Linked DNA regions of Mus musculus: all the other regions are linked to region 1. The links are chromatin contacts, called in public ChIA-PET and promoter capture Hi-C maps. All regions are on one chromosome and are shown on one strand. The core of a region is the stretch at or near the end of the contact, and the rest is flanking DNA. Distances in the headings are between cores, read along the strand shown. Region 1 holds the start of Simc1 (SUMO-interacting motifs containing 1). Region 2 holds the start of Uimc1 (ubiquitin interaction motif containing 1). Region 3 holds the start of Rab24 (RAB24, member RAS oncogene family).

Region 1 (3,224 bases), core at 289-2,788:
GTGTGTTGAGATGGATGCTTGATAGCACTACAGGAAACTTACTTTACTGTATCCCTTTATAACAATTCACCCACTGGACCAAAACATCTGAAACCTGTGGTCAAGCTATTTGCCCAACAGGCCAGTGATCTCTCTCCTTCCCTTCCCTCCCCTTTCCCTCTCCCCTCCTCCTTTTCCTCCTCCTTCCTCTCCCTTTCTCTCACCCTGGCTGACCTTGGCCTTTCAAGAGCTAGGATTCAAGGCAAGCACCGTGATGCCTGACTCAGAGCAGTGAACCTTCAAGTGTGTTCACCAGACTCTAAGCAATGTCAATATCACCTAGAAACCTGAGAGAAATACCAATTTGGGGCTCACTCCCAAAACTCAGTTTCTCAGTCAGAAACACTGGTGTGTAGTCCTGCAAACTTTATTATACACTCTCTGGCTGATTCAGAAGTTCACTAAAGATTAGAAAACACTGCATCACACGCTGCTTAGACAGCACACAACAGCTTTGCCTCTAGGAACTCCCCCCTTTTTGTTAAAGACATTTTATTATTCTATTTTTTGAAGTTACTTGAGCATAAGCAGCAGGGTTTTGTCAGTATTGCACATTTTTAAAATAGCCATGGGCCCTATTTTGATTTAATGTCCCTACCCTTCAACAAAACAACCAAAGAATTCACTACTTACCCATATTTCCCTCTGATGGGGATACAATTTTATCCCTATATTTTCTGCTTGCTCACAGCATTGGAGTATACGGGCACTCTGGGACCTCATAGCTCTCTGTATGTGCCTTTTCAGTGGTTTCTGTCAACTAGAAACTCAACAAACTCTTACATCTGACAGTTTAAATTCCTGCGACACGTATTGTTGGTGAAACCGCAAATCGGCACAACTTAAGACAATTTGGTACCATTTGTCAAAATAACAATAAAAACATAGATTTGATCCAATAAACCTGCTTCTGGGAATTTATCCCACGGATTTACCTGCACACACAAGAGTGGGTATCTCTCCCTTATCTCAGCCAGAAGCCCCAGTCAATAAAACCCTAGGTTCAGGTTACCCTTTTCAGCCCCTCAGGGCTTCTTTAACCCGAAGGCGTCACTGCTCCTTCTGCCAGGTGCAGGCTCCACTACCGGGTCAATTAAATGCGCTATCAGAGGCTCCATCAGCTCACTCCAGTCCTCACACCTGCAGCCAGGGGCTCGTCACCAGCACTGCCCACTGTGATCGGTTGAGAGCGGCGGCGGACAACCTCTCAACCTCAGCGTTTTTCAAGCCCGCCGACCATGCGGCCCAGCCCCTCGGTTCTATCCCTCCCTTTCCCTCTCTTCCCTCTCTCTCCTTCTCTGAGGGAAAGGGAGCCTGGCTCCTCCAGGGTTCTGTGACACTGCCCTGACCCGGGCGCGCGGCTGCCCCCGAGATAGGCGGGGCTCCGAGCGGGACCGGTCCTCTGGAGGCGGGGCGCGGTGGGGGCGGGGCAATGGAGGGGGCGGGGCCGGCGGGGTACTAACCCCGGTGTCTGCGACGCCTTCGCTGCAGTCGCTTCAGCAGCTGGAACCGGAGTCGGAGTCGCCGGGGCCGCTCGCCGCTCGCGCGTGGCTCCGCCGGGCCCGTAGCCATGGAGGACTTTATCGTGATCTCCGACGACAGTGGCTCCGAGAGCTCGGCCGGGACCCGCTCGGGCAGGGCGCGGAGGCTGCGCCGGGCCCTGTCTCGGACCCCCGGCGCGCTGCCCCGCCGAACCGTGGTGAGTGAATCCACTGCCGCTCGCCACGCCCGACGGGAGCCGAGCGTCGCCCCCTCGGGGCCTCAGCGTTGCGACCCTGGCTCCCCGCCGCCGTGTCTTCCCGCCTTTGGCGGCCTCGGGCCTCGAGGAGCTCGGTGGCGCCGCTGGCAAGGCAGGCCTCGGGCTGGCCAGCGCTGAGCCCTACAGGGTTGTGCTGCGGAGCCGGCCGAGCACATGGGCGACACACTGAGCACCAGTGCGAGCTGCCAAGCGGTGGCCGGCGGTGGCCTCCGGCCCGAGCTGGCTCCAGAGCTTTGGCAGCGGGAGGAGTGGGGGGTCCTGGCCAGGCCGCAGCCGCCACCCGGACCTCGAGGCGGGCGCGCGGGAGCGCGTAATTGTTTGGCTTATGATGGGCACAGATGTGTGCAAGGAGGTAACAGGAGCCCCGGCTGCGAGCGAGGGAAGCGCCGCCCTTGGCATGGTGGCGGCTGCGCTGCAGGGCCTAGTTCTTGAGCTAGGGCCCCGATTTTTGAGTTGTGGAGAAGGACAGTTAATTTTGCTTTGCAGATGCGAATCACATACAAAGCCAGGGGGCGGGGCACTCCCACCTTTGTTTTTCCTTCGGTTCTTTATCTTTGTCCCTGCTCCTGAAGTGATGGAATAAAAATATCTGTGGTCTCTGGCTTTCTAGAACTCTCCACAGAAATTTAGTGACCTGACCCCTACCATGATCTACATGCTGTGGCTTCAAAAATCAAGGGATCCTTCTCTGTTCTTCCTAATATGTGTCCTAAATCAATGTCAGCTACTCTATAAGCGTGTAAATCACATTTTGAGTGCTCATTCATTCTAAGTTGCCTTTGGGAAGTCTTCCTACACCCAAAGGTAGGTGTCTTAGGATTACTGTTGCTGTGATGAAACACCATGACCCAAAGCAACTTGGAGAGAAATTGGTTTAGTTTACACTTCGCTGTTCATACTAAAGAAGTCAGGACAAGAATTCAAGCAGGGCAGGAATTTGGAAGTAGAGGTTGTGCAGAGGCCGTATGGTGAAGCGATGCTTTCTTTACCGGCTTGCCACCTCTGGCTTGCTTAACCTGCTTTCTCACAGAAACCAGGACCACTAGCCCGGGGTGGCTCCACCCACAATAGGCTGGGTCTTCCCACTGCAATCACTAGTTGAGGAAATGCCCTACAGACTTGTTTACAGCTGGATCTTAGGCTATACATTTTCGATTGAGGTCCCTTTCCCTCAGATCACTGTAGCTTGTTACAAGTTGATGTAAAACTAGCTGGGACAATATGTGTTCTCTCTCTTTAAGAGAGGAACATAATTTTTGCATTTTTGTATTATCTAGCTTGTAAATATACCTTTATAGCTAGTTTATCTTTCTTCTTTTTTTCAAGACAGGGTTTCTCTGTGTAGCTCCGGCTGTCCTGGAACTCATTCTGTAGACCAGGCTGGCCTTGAACTCAGAAATCTGCCTGCCTCTGCCTCCCAGATATT
Region 2 (3,253 bases), core at 732-3,231, 600 kb after region 1:
AAGTGTGTCTGTGTATACATGTACACAGGAGTGCAGGTTCTAACAATTTTTTAAATTATTTTTTATTTTAAAATTTAAAATAAAATTTATCTTTATTTTATTAAAAAAACATAGCCAGCTGGACAGTGGTGACACATGCCTTTAATCCCAGCACTTGGGAGGCAGAGGCAGGCGGATTTCTGAGTTTGAGGCCAGCCTAGTCTACAGAGTGAGTTCCAGGACAGCCAGGGCTACACAGAGAAACCCTGTCTCGAAAAACCAGTAATAATAGTAGTAGTAGTAGTAGTAGTAGTAATAATAATAATAATAATAATAATAACAATAATAGAGCCTTGAATTCCACCACTTGGGAGGCAGAAGCAGGAGGATCCCTGTAAGTTTGAGCCAGCATGGTCTACATAGCAATTTTCAGGCCAGGCAGAACTATATAGTGAGACTTTGTCTCAAAAACATAAAATAAAACTTATAAATGCACAAGGCTCTTGGAGTTGATCTCCAGCACAAAAGAAGAAGTGAGAAAGCTTGATAGAATAAACTCCTTTATCAATTGATTACAATTAAAAGTGATTTGTTTCTGTAACTGAGTAAAGTAAATGCATACCTATAAAATCTCTCTCTCTCTCTCTCTCTCTCTCTCTCTCTCTCTCTCTCTCTCTCTCTCTTACACACACACATACATACACATATAGCAACAGAATTCAGGGGAGATTATTCAGTGGGTAAATTCCAGCAGGTGGATAGTGAGTAGGGGGATCCCCGAGGAAGCCAGCCAGACATACCAACCAACTCCAAGAGACCCTGCCCCAATTAAGATGGAGAGACATTTAAGAAGATTCCCACTAACATCGGTGTAGTGGTGGAGGGTGGTGTGTGTGTGTGCCCGTGTGTGTGTTCACACCCAGTGTGCCCACAAGTGTGCAAAAATAAAAGATTTCAAACGCACCCGGAGCAATAAGTTATCACTGCCTGAATCAATAGACAAACTTGTAGGTTTCTCACACCCAATACTGAGGTTGTTTCTCTCAAGAACCCTAACGCGCCCTAACACATTAGGAACTTTAGTAAAAAAGGAGTTGGCAAGTGGCTATGCCGGGAAATGACACTCATGCGTCTGGCTCCACAAGTAGACTTTCTTTGACTGTGCTACAAACCCAACAACACCCTAACCATTGGGCTCACTTTTTCCGCAGCGTTGCCCGTACATCATATGATGACTACATGCAAGAAGCCTGGAGCGAAGTGGTCCAGATTCACACCCAACTCCATCTCTGAGAGGACCAACGCTCTGGTCTCACAGGTTTCTGACACACCGCCTGTCATCAGCCACGAGAGAAACGCACTAGGCTCGACTGGCTACGTTAAGTGGTAAATGATAGATTTCCAGGGGAAAATATTTCTCGGGAGACTGAGGCAGGAGGTTGGCGAGTTCTATAGAAGCCATCTTGGGTACCCTGTGAGTTCAAAGCCAACCAGAGCTACACAGAGAGACCCGGGTGGTAGCGGTGTCTCGGGCGGCCGAAGAACTAATGAAGCCAACTACCACAAGACAAGCAAAGTAACGTGGGGCAGGCAGCGGGCCTAGGCGGTCCTCGGACGGTCCGTTAGCCGGGCGGGCGACCAGGCTACCAGGAAGCTCGGATAGCAAGAGAGGGCGCTCCGGACGACGACCGCCGCCCGCAGAGGGAGGGGAACCCCGGGGGGCGCGAGCGCCCGGGCTGCCCGGCAGCTGCGAGAGCGACCCGGCCGGCATCGGCTTCCGCCCGGCCGAGAGGCCTAGTCGCTGCGAGGCGCGCCTCGGGAGCAGCGGCAGCCGCCCGGCAGACAGCGAGAAGCAGGCGGCCCCGACGGCCGCGGAGTGCAGAGGCGACGCGTACTCACCGCGGATCTGGCAGCGCCGCCCAGCGCCTCCTGAACGCTGGGGGTCGCGAGCGGCCGCAACTCTTTAGAAAGAGGAGAGCCCGCGCGGCGGCGCGAGGCGGCAGGGGCGGGGAGGGGCGGGGCGAGGGGCGGGGCGCGCAGGCGCGGAGCCCTGTGGGCCGCTGTATGCTCACACAGTTCCTGGGTCCCTGAGTGCTGTTAAGAGAGGGGTTTAGGGGAAACCAAAGAAAGCCAATAGGGTCCCTAGACACCCTTCGAAATAAGCTCTGCTGCATCAAGCTTCCTCTGGTTAATTTATTTGCATGAATCCAAAATTACGTTCAAATTAAATGTTCACATGACTAGTTAGAAACTCTCAGATGGTATAATGTTAATTAATGTCTGATCGTCTTAGCGGAATTTAAGCATCCTAAAACACAAAAATACTGAATCTTGCTCTCTGCTAAGGAGAGATTACAAGAGTGGAGGGCGGGTATGATTGTAGGGGGAGATGAGTGGGATGGAGTGCATGATGTGAAATCCACAAAGAACCAATAAAAAGTAAAAAAAAAAAAAAAAACTAAAATAATAATAATAATACTGAAATTTCTACAACATATATTTCCTTGAAATATATGCTCCAGAAAGTCCATTTCCTTGAGGAGGAAAAAAAAAAAAAGGCAACAGCAGAAATGTCAAAGGTGAATAAAATATGAAATATTCCTACAATAAAATTTAACAAATAAAACTCAAGGTTTGATAGCGCCTAAAAAAATCTTACTAAGCTGGGCGTGGTGGCGCACGCCTTTAATCTCAGCACTCAGGAGGCAGAGGCAGGCAGATTTCTGAGTTCGAGGCCAGCCTGGTCTACAAAGTGAGTTCCAGGACAGCCAGGGCTATACAGAGAAACCCTGTCTCAAAAAAAAACAAAAAAACAAAAAACAAAACAAAACAAACAAACAAAAAAATCTTACTGAAGGGGCTGGAGAGATGGCTCAGTGGTTAAGAGTACTGACTGCTCTTCCAGAGATCCTGAGTTCAGTTCCCAGCAACCACATGGTAACCATCTGTAATGAGATCTGATGCCCTCTTCTGAAGACAGCTACAGTGTACTCATATACATAAAAATAAATCTTAAAAAAAAATCTTACTGAAGCCAGGACTTTTATCTCAGAACTCAGAAGGCATTGGTAGGTCCGTTTCCCCACCTCTCCCAAAAAGGGGATGGTGGTGGTGACGGTGGTGGGTAGTCTCACTGAAATTATAGCAAGCCAACAAATGTGAACACTCTCATATGCTTTTCATAAGCTTACAAAAAGTAGTTCATAGTTTGTGGGAAACAGTACTCCTAAAAGCATAGGTTAATGGACCAGATGATAGATGGATACATCGTGGT
Region 3 (3,272 bases), core at 75-2,574, 820 kb after region 1:
CCAAGACTGTCATTCCCATCTTTGAAATACACTCAGGCAGATAGTACCCGCCCCCAAGCCCCCATCCTCAGAGACTTAAAAACAGCTACTATCGGCATAGTCCTGAACATCATGGAAGTCTACACGACGGCGCCGCCTGTCTTCCTCCAGCAGGTCACTCTTAGTGCCACACAGGTAGATTTGACAGCCCTGTAGCAGAAGACAAGGCTGAGATTATCTCCACAGACCAATACAGTCTCTGTCCCTACTCTTGTGATATCTGGCCACCTACCTCTTCTAAACTGCGCAGCTCCTTAACCCAGAACTTGGCTCTCTCAAAGCTGCTGCTGTCAGTGAGGTCTTGGTAAGGGTAAGGCAAGAGACACATAAAGATCAGCGGCTTCCCTCTGATGCTGGCCTGTAACCTAACCCTTACTACTTGAACACGCCAGAATTCAACCCCTTACCATAACAGACAATTGCAGCTTTAGCACCCCGGTAATAGATTCTGCTCATGGCTTCGTAGCGCTCGGAACCTGCTGTGTCCTGAGGGGTGAAAGGAGTTAATAAGCTCCTTCACAAGACTACAAAATAGGCCCCATCTTCCAGACAACCCCCCCTCCTTTTTTTAGACGAGTAAATGGGTGTGAGGAAGGAAAAACGACCTCTATGAGGCTCCAGTTGGCTGGTTTAAGAGGCAAGACATTAAATTCGGGAGACAGGTTTGCACAAGACTCTGTTCTCAAGGGACTTACCCAAATGCCCAGAGTCACCGTCCGGTCTCCAACGCACATCACCTTGGCCACGAAAGCAGCCCCGATGGTCTACAACCAGGGAAGAGATAAGTGTGGAATACTGGCCGGACCCCTTCCTCCCATGCCTGCTCCGCAGGGGTGCACTCACGTTCTGATAGGGCCCCACCAAGAAGCGGTCGTGCACGTATCGTTCCACCAGGCTCGTCTTGCCCACGTATTCCTTGCCCAGCATAACCACCTTAACGTCCACGCGCTGCCCGCTCATGCTCCCTGGGCCGCCTCACCCACTTCAGGGTCCGCGCGGCCCAGGCAGAGCCCAAGCCTCAGACCCCAACCCCAAGGGCCTCGCACCTCGCAGGCCCCTGGCGCCTCGGCCCGGGGCGCTCCGTCCTTTGCAGAGCCGCGGCGCGGGGACGCGGACAGCGCCCTCCACCGCGCCGCAGAGCCCTGCGGTGCTCACCCGCGCGACCGCCGCTGCGCCCGAAGCTCCGCTGCGCCGGGGTTACCGACTGAATCTGGGGTCCTCGTAGCTAACTCCAAACAGCACCTCTGGGACTGGAAGCCAAGAGGCGGGACGCCCGGTCACGTGACGCGGGCGCCGGAAGTGGCCGATCCTATGCATCCGGCGCCGGAAGCGTCGTGCAGTCCTATAACCCCTGATGGCGGCGGTAGGGACCTGGGCGCGGTCCTGCGGAGATTGAGCTGCGAGCCTGGCGGGCGTGCGCCTAGCCACGTCCCCCCCACCCCCGGGCTCTTCACCCTGATGCTGCACGGGTGCTGAGCCCGTCCGGGTCGGGACGATGGTGAAGTATTTCCTGGGCCAGAGCGTGCTCCGAAGTTCCTGGGACCAAGTGTTCGCCGCCTTCTGGCAACGGTACCCGAATCCCTATAGGTACGTGGCGTTGGGTAGAGCGAGTCGCCTTCCTCTCTTCTTCTGGAGATCGCACCGTAGGCTGTCCTTCAATAGTGGAGTTTGAAAGACTGGACAGAGTCCGATGTGGGCTATCTGCGGAACTGTGGCCACAGTTATAGCACAAAATCCTTATAGGATTAGAATCAGTCCAAGCCTCCAAAGTCCTCGAAGAAGATTGTCTAGTTTGTGATTTATATTGGGCTCTAGATTTCTATTTTGCAGTCCAAAGGTGGTTGGACAGGAAGAGGCGGCAGCACGGGAGTTGAGCGGTATTTCGGGGCCAGAAATCCTGAGGATGGTTTGCTTACCTGCTGCTGGCGCTCTCTAGTGGTATAATTCTTGAGATTTTGCTCGCTTTGGAGAGCCACAGAATCCATGTCGGGTGGAGGAGGGAGTTGGAATTTGCCCGGGGATAGGTTCAGTGTACTCTAATTCTGAACCCGGGCACAGATCACAGATTGCAGGCAGCCATGACCTGGAGGCGCTAAATAGGAACCAGTAGACATGCTGTCAAGAGCAGGCTCCTGAGAATCATCTTTAACTCTTGCAGCAAACATGTCTTAACCGAAGACATAGTGCACCGGGAGGTGACCCCCGACCAGAAGCTACTGTCCCGGAGACTCCTGACCAAGACCAACAGGATGCCACGTTGGGCAGAGCGACTGTTTCCTGCCAACGTTGCTCACTCCGTGTACATCCTGGAGGACTCTATTGTGGACCCCCAGAATCAGACCATGACCACCTTCACCTGGAACATCAACCATGCCCGGCTGATGGTGAGACTTCCTTTGCTCCCTCAAAATAGTTGCCCTTCAGATTTCAGGCAAGAGAGTTGTGGGAACTTCTGTGGCCAGAGGCAGGCCTAAAATACCAATGAGCTGCATCTCTAGAGTTCTGCCCTTAGATTGGTCTACCCTTTCGATTGGTCAGATTCTCTGGGACTGTCCCTTGGCTCTCAGATGGTGGGGAAAGACACCCCTGTTCTTTTTTTCTTTTTTTTTTTCCCCGAGACAGGGTTTCTCTGTGAAACTCTGGCTCTCCTGGAACTCATTTTGTAGACCAGGCTGTCCTCGAGCTTAGAAATCTACCTGCCTCTGCCTCCCAAGTGCTAGGATTAAAGGCGTGCACCACCAACCACTGCCCGGCTGACACCCCTTTTCAAAGCTTGTTACAAGTACTGTGCGCAGAGCAGTCAGTTGGTGACATGCATGCATGCATACATATGGGGGGGGGGGTGGCTTTCAGGAATGATGCTGATCGAGAAAGGGAGGCTGTGGCTTCCCTGTTGGAGTCACATCAAGTGGAGATAACTGGGGTGTGCCTCGGTTTGTGCATGAGATTTGAGGAAGTGCATTATATGGATCTTGTATGCTTTGGAAGGCTTGAAAACCCATGTTTGGGAATGTTCACACAGTGTGAATAACCTTCGAGCTTCTAGATGATTCTTTCTCGGCTTCTGTAAGCCTGAGAGGTGGAAATTGTGCGTTTCAAAAAAGAAAAACTTTATATAAAGATGTGCCACTCACAATCCGTGAGTAAGGCACCTTTTCCTGCCCAGCACTGTCTGAAGTCACCTCAGCTGAGAGCTCTGCTTGGTAGATATCACATTGACAAGTTTGTGACTA

The links. Promoter capture Hi-C pulls out the DNA fragments that hold promoters and counts their contacts. ChIA-PET counts read pairs in DNA pulled down with a chosen protein or histone mark.
Region 2: a contact with region 1 is called in an RNA polymerase II ChIA-PET map of memory CD8 T cells, with 14 read pairs. The contact joins the promoter of Uimc1 here to the promoter of Simc1 in region 1. A contact is called at or near these places in 1 of 39 promoter capture datasets (neural stem cells), 1 of 484 Hi-C or Micro-C datasets (embryonic stem cells), 1 of 115 datasets of contacts at active chromatin or transcription factors (memory CD8 T cells) and 1 of 9 other capture datasets (pancreatic islet).
Region 3: a promoter capture Hi-C map of pre-B cells shows a contact between it and region 1, with 3 times the contacts expected there. The contact joins the promoter of Rab24 here to the promoter of Simc1 in region 1. A contact is called at or near these places in 1 of 39 promoter capture datasets (pre-B cells) and 1 of 115 datasets of contacts at active chromatin or transcription factors (memory CD8 T cells).

What each region holds. Positions count from the first base shown.
Region 1 is chr13:54,502,267-54,505,490 of GRCm38.p6, forward strand. It overlaps Simc1 (SUMO-interacting motifs containing 1), which reads left to right and starts at 1,539. Exons shown (of 10, transcript NM_176987.4): 1 at 1,539-1,738. The coding sequence starts at 1,610. LOC115486438 (a long non-coding RNA gene) reads right to left here and starts at 2,048. Exons shown (of 3, transcript NR_168901.1): 1 at 1,503-2,048.
Region 2 is chr13:55,098,319-55,101,571 of GRCm38.p6, forward strand. It overlaps Uimc1 (ubiquitin interaction motif containing 1), which reads right to left and starts at 1,982. Exons shown (of 15, transcript NM_011307.3): 1 at 1,879-1,982.
Region 3 is chr13:55,320,656-55,323,927 of GRCm38.p6, forward strand. Rab24 (RAB24, member RAS oncogene family) reads right to left here and starts at 1,325. Exons shown (of 8, transcript NM_009000.3): 1 at 883-1,325; 2 at 735-803; 3 at 447-525; 4 at 272-339; 5 at 90-189. The coding sequence starts at 999. It overlaps Prelid1 (PRELI domain containing 1), which reads left to right and starts at 1,400. Exons shown (of 5, transcript NM_025596.5): 1 at 1,400-1,626; 2 at 2,198-2,423. The coding sequence starts at 1,535.